Regions from separate parts of the Gossypium hirsutum genome. Here region 2 is linked to region 1. A link is a contact called in public Hi-C data. All regions are on one chromosome and are shown on one strand. Each heading gives the region's core, a stretch centred on a gene start, on an enhancer-like site or on the middle of the called end of the contact. The rest is flanking DNA. Distances are from core to core; before and after follow the strand shown.

Region 1 (3,055 bases), core at 373-2,872:
TTGTGTCTTTTCCACACTTACTAATGTCGTGAACTAGCAAAAAATATATCCAATGCTCTCCTTATAATTTTCATTTGCTCAGTTGACGCCTTTGATAATAAAATAAATCATTTGCAAAGAACAAGTGAGAGATACTCAACCCACTCCGCACAAGCTTAATAGGCTTCCGATACCCATTCTTAACTTTTTCAGTAATCAATTGAGCAAATCTCTCAATACAAAGAACAAACATATAAGGAGAGAAAAGATCGCCTTGACGGATAACTCGAGATGGTGTAAAAACTCTAGATAACTCTCCATTCCAAATAGCCTGCATAGTCGAAAAGGTAACATAATTTGTGATAACATGTATCAATGGAGTGGGAAGCCCAATATATGACAAAGTGTCTTCAATGAATCCCCAATCGAGCCTGTCATAAGTCTTCTCTAAATCAAATTTAACAACCATCCACCCTTATTGGATTTTTTATACATAGAGTGAATAATTTCTTACGTTATAATAATATTGTCCGTTATACTCTAGCCTAGTACGAAACTTGATTGATTAGGAAGAATCCACATTGGCATTAGCAATTTCCTAATAGATTTATCAAAAAACATAAAGATATAAATACCATCAAAATGATACATATTTGTTGCTTTGCAAAAGAAATGAGCCTTTAGTAATTTCCTAATAGAGTTGAAATCCAATTAATAGCTAGCACCAACTCAATTAGCCCCTCAATATATAGTATAAATTATATTTATTCTTAAAAAATTATTATAAATTTGTGATGTTTCATAAGAATATATGTTTATCATAAAGATAAGAATCTTTATAGTTCGAATTCTGATCAATTTAAGTTAATAATAAAAAATTAATATTTAAAATAAAGGTTGAGTTGATTATTATTTATAGCAATAAATTCAAAATTAATTAATGATGAAATGTTATTGAAAAATTTTAAAGGGAAAACAACAGTTGATTGTCAGCCTGAAAATGTGCAGAAGCTCATGATATGAGAATGTAGAAGCTCATGACATGGTTTGAATTTGTGGCGGTTGTGTTCTTTTCCACCTTTTTTTTGGATATAACTTAGATTTTCAATCATGCGTTCATACTTTTTGATTTGTATTTCTTTGAACTTTATTATCTCTGAGTTGCAATTTTATTCTTCTTTTCTGTGTAAAGATTTGAAAATTGATTAGGCCAATGAATCTCTAAAAAAATATAAATATGATTTTTATCTGTATTTATAAAAGTGTGATAAACCTCAAAAATATATATAAATATTGATTTAATATGTAAATTTTAATTTTTTATAATTTTATATATAAAAATTTAATTTAATTTATTTTTCATAAATTGTTAACACAGTTATTGATATAAGATTATTTTATATTTTATAATGTATACATAAATAATTATATTTATTTTATATAAAATTAATTTAATGTATTTATTTTTTAGTAAAATCAAAAATCGAAAAAAAAAATTAAGAAACATTTGTTGTTAATAAAATAATTTCTATTTTTAGGAAAAAAAAAGAAGAAGAAGAAGAAGATTTCGATTTGGTTATAGGTTCCAGTAGTAAAGTTGACGTGAAATTTAAAAAACGTTGAACGTTAGTTGGCACGAGCAGGACACGGCATTTATACCAAAACCAAAGCAAAAGCCTCACTCCAGTTCCCATGCCGCGCGGACCCAACTCAACCGTAAAATCTCATCTTCCAGTAAGCCAAAATTTGTTCCCCCTCTGCAATTTCTCTTCTTCTATTCCTCGAGGGTTTCTTTCCTCTCTATAATAATAATAATAATAATAATAATAATAATAATAGAAAAACAAGATCTCTCTCATTTTTCACGATGTGGCGCTCGCTTTGGCGATCCATCGATCGCTTCTCTCTTCAGCATTTCAAGTAATTCCTCTCTCTCCCTCTCAAATATTTTATTATGCTTACACAAGTTCAAACTCTAATTAAGTGTATTCCATTAAATTACAATGTGGTGCTGATTTTTCTTCTTTTGAATTTTGTTAATGTTTCTCGTAATTGTGATTATTTTAATTAGGTTTCAGCAGTTACTTTTTCCTCACATTATCGTATCGATTCTTCGTCGATTGTCATTGCGATGATTATTATTTTAACGATTTTTAAAAAAAAAAATTCTTGTTCGTGGATATAGATCTGTAATTACCGAATTGCGGCAGATCAAAGTTGTCAATGCGCAGAACAGGGTAACTTCTTTTACTTTTAAAGAATTTTATGGTAGTGCTATTTCAGAGTGTTATTCTTTGTATATAGTGACGGTGAAGGTTGAAAACTCCATGAGTAGGTTCATATGTTCTCCACGTATCTGTTTAATTATAAATATGGACGTCAAATTTCAACTGATTAAGTTCGGATATATAGTTAAATGGGCAAGTGACTACTGAACCCGCTTGTGGAGTTTTTGAATTTTAGTGTCTTGGTGTATTGGATAATATTCATAATGATTAGTATATGAACTTCTTCCCAAAATATCCCTCTTTGTTCTTTCTCGTGTGCAGGATACAGTGGTAGATCTTCTACAAACGATTGTAGAGATAGTGACATATGGTGACAGACAAGATCCATTAATATTTGAGTATGCCTTACTCAGGAAACGTCTTCTCTTGTAATGATAATGTCTCTCGGTATATTTGTGAATAAATCTGAGTTCCATCAATTTGTTGTAGATGTTTCATGGAATACCAAGTTTTAGCAGAGTTTGTACGGGTACTAAAGATCAGTACAAGTTCAACAATTGAGGCTCCATTGCTTCAATATCTAAGCATAATGATCCAAAACATGGATAGTGAACATGCAATTTGTAAGATGCTTAGTGCCATAGATATGTATGTTAAAACTTCTTGGTTGTTTTTCTCTCTGTCTTTCTGTTTGCATGTTTCCAGAAATGATATCAAATATAAATGTTGACATTCCATGTGTAGACAATTGCATTTAAATTTTCTGCCTGTTTGTCTTGTCTCTGAAATTATTTCTCTCTTATGCCTGCTCTTGCAACTTTGGTGATGCATACAATTTTTTGATGCAG
Region 2 (2,758 bases), core at 131-2,630, 180 kb before region 1:
AAAGGCTAGGAAAAAGTGAGTTGGTGAAGTGAAGAAAACATTACTACAAGCAATCACCATTCTACCTTGTCAAAATTTCATCAGCTGTGACATCCAACAATCGATAAATAAACTCCTCAATCTCATCATTTGGTCCTTTCACATAAGTACCCTACAAAACATGAAACATAAAATGAATAGGTCTGCAAGCTCAATTCAGAACAGCCATTAACCTAGGTCTCCCGTAGCTGTTGTTCTAGTTACTGCCTTTTGATACTTATTTTCTCCTTCAAAAGTTACTAAAAAGAAAAATTGTAGCAGTTGATTAAGAATAAACAAAAAAAAGTAAAAAATTAAGAAACACTTAAACTTAGTTGCCATTCCACATTGAAGCAAAGCCATGCATTTGGTCATTCACAAAATGTTGATTTTTAACTTTAATTAATAAAGAAAACATAGAGGATTTTCCGTTTTTACTTTCATAAATAAAAAGCCAATAACAAAAGCAACCAAACAAGCTATACATAACCAACTAGATTTGTTTCTTAATCATTTGTGCTCAGCAATGATAACCAACAATAAAATTTTCAATCCATGCTACTCGGATTTGGGGTGAGCATCGAATACAATATACTCAATTTCTTTTCTAAATTTTTTTCATATTTTTCATGGATCATACCAACTGCTAGACACAGATATTTTTGAAACAATGAAGAGAATATAGTTTCCAACAAAATTTAAAAAAGAGGACGAAAGAGAAGATAATTACTTTAGTGATCACCAGGTCTTCAAAGGTAAGCTTATCGTCTTTGCGGCCCTGCGTGGCCAAATCGAACATTCTCTCCCCGAGAGGACCTTTCAACCCAAAGTAAACCTACAACCAATATAGTACTTTCGTAATTAAAAGGGGAAAAAAAACTCAAGAACATAAATGGAATCAAAACAAAACATTCATAACTATAAATGGGTAGATCCAAAAAACAAGAAAAAGAAAACCTGAAAGACAGATGAAGAAACATATTGACCGTTGGTCTGTGACCGTGCAGCCAGGGAATTGAAGAGCGATTTGAGATCCTCTAATTCCTTTGGTGTAAAAGCTCTAAGACATATTAATGTTTTCGTTAGTTTAATTATACCAATAAAATAAATAAAAGCAGTTCTTTCAAGTAAAAAGAGAGAAAAAAGAATTCAGACATTAAAGCAGAGAGAGATAGTTTGAAGAAAGAACTACCTTGAAGCAGAATTGAAACGAGGATTTGGTGGAGGTGACTGGCTGTTCCCCATTCTTCCTTTTTTCCTGGCTAGTTCATTTCTTTTCGTTTTTCCTTCCCATATTTTTTTCTTGTTCTTCATTGGGCTGACTTTGTTTTCCATGTCTAAAGCCCAAACTATTTTGGGCTGGAGCCATTTCCTAATTGCCAGGACAGTGATTTATATTTTGTTTGAATACGTAATAGTTCTAATTTTATAAGTGAAGTTTAGAAGCTTGTATTACTCCATTAATTTTCCATACAAAATTCGAAAACTTATATGGTTATTAAAATAAATAAAATATTAAAAGTTTTTAGAATAATTTTCCATTTCGTCAGTCTCGGCTACTTTGATCTGCGGCAGTTCTTTCTTTCTTTCAGTTTTTTGTTGGGTATTGCTTGCCATAAATCGCTGGCAATAGTTTTTTTTCAATTGCTCGAAACACCCAAACGGGAAAAAAGTAGAATTAAGAAAAAAATAGATCGGGTTAAACAGATGTGAGCAATGTCGAGACCTTGGCTTCTCGTTTTTCTAGTGTTCGTAATAGTATTCACTTCTCAGTTCGAATGGAAGCAGCAATTCGATGAAGAAATTGAACCAACCTCCACCGTTTCTGTCAAAGACCAATACGTTTCGAAACGCCAAGAATCAGTCAAAGAAAAGGTTTCGCCTATCCCTTCTTTTAGTGCAATTTTATCTTCTTCTTCTTTCTTTCTATCCCGAAACATAAATTAGGTCTTCAATTGTTGTTAATTTACATTGTTATTCATTTTTCCCAGTATTTGTTACCTTCCAAATGGTATAATGATTAAAAAGTGATGTGAATTATGGTTTCGTTTCTTTTAGTCTTTTAATTCTGCTAAGTAATTGAATGAAACAATGTTTTTTCATTTTGCCAATATGGCTTTTTCATCTTTCCTAACAAGGAAATTAGACCATAGTTTACTCCTAAAAATGGTTTAAAAAGCTTGAAATGGGTTTCGTTATAGAGTTAACTCTAATAGTGTTGTTTTTCCTATTTGTTGCTAGTTCATTCTCTAGTTGATTGCTAGTTCATTAATCTGGTTAGAATTATAGAGATCCAAGTCTCTGTGGATGGGATAAACTAGTCTAGTTCAGTTAGCTAGGATTGATTATTGCTATGAATAGTCAAACCAACTGGTTTCTGTAATTTGTTATTAGTCATCAGTCTCTGGATTCTTTTTCCCTGTACTTCTGCTAGAGAGTTGAAAACGAAGTCCTTGGAGACATCACAGACTTGTTGTGTAGGAGAGTAACCATCCCTTTGTTACCCTTTAATACTTGCTTTGCCATTCTTTGAATTACTTATAAAACAACCTTGTTTCTTTAACCTAGAAATAGCTTGCCATTTTCCATTGCCTGCAAGCACAGCAAATTGATATTCATAAGGTGGTATTTTGTTGCCAGTTAATTAAATAAGGATACTTTGTTTATTCAGATGTCTTTTCACTGAAGGGTAACTTCAGAAAAGACCCATTCTAGTGACCTGGGCTTCTGTTTCAATTTG

The links. Hi-C and Micro-C count contacts between places; a contact is called where the count stands out from the background.
Region 2: a Hi-C map of leaf shows a contact between it and region 1, with 1.5 times the contacts expected there. The contact joins the promoter of LOC107889576 here to the promoter of LOC107889433 in region 1. A contact is called at or near these places in 2 of 34 Hi-C or Micro-C datasets (both in leaf).

Annotation. Positions count from the first base shown.
Region 1 is chrA09:72,702,176-72,705,230 of Gossypium_hirsutum_v2.1, reverse strand. LOC107889433 (protein TRANSPARENT TESTA 9) reads left to right here and starts at 1,622. Exons shown (of 21, transcript XM_041076652.1): 1 at 1,622-1,899; 2 at 2,165-2,216; 3 at 2,529-2,605; 4 at 2,697-2,830. The coding sequence starts at 1,847.
Region 2 is chrA09:72,883,520-72,886,277 of Gossypium_hirsutum_v2.1, reverse strand. It overlaps LOC107889576 (MTOR-associated protein MEAK7), which reads right to left and starts at 1,380. Exons shown (of 8, transcript XM_016814051.2): 1 at 1,211-1,380; 2 at 976-1,078; 3 at 749-853; 4 at 66-151. The coding sequence starts at 1,353. LOC107889578 reads left to right here and starts at 1,487. Exons shown (of 3, transcript XM_016814055.2): 1 at 1,487-1,893. The coding sequence starts at 1,735.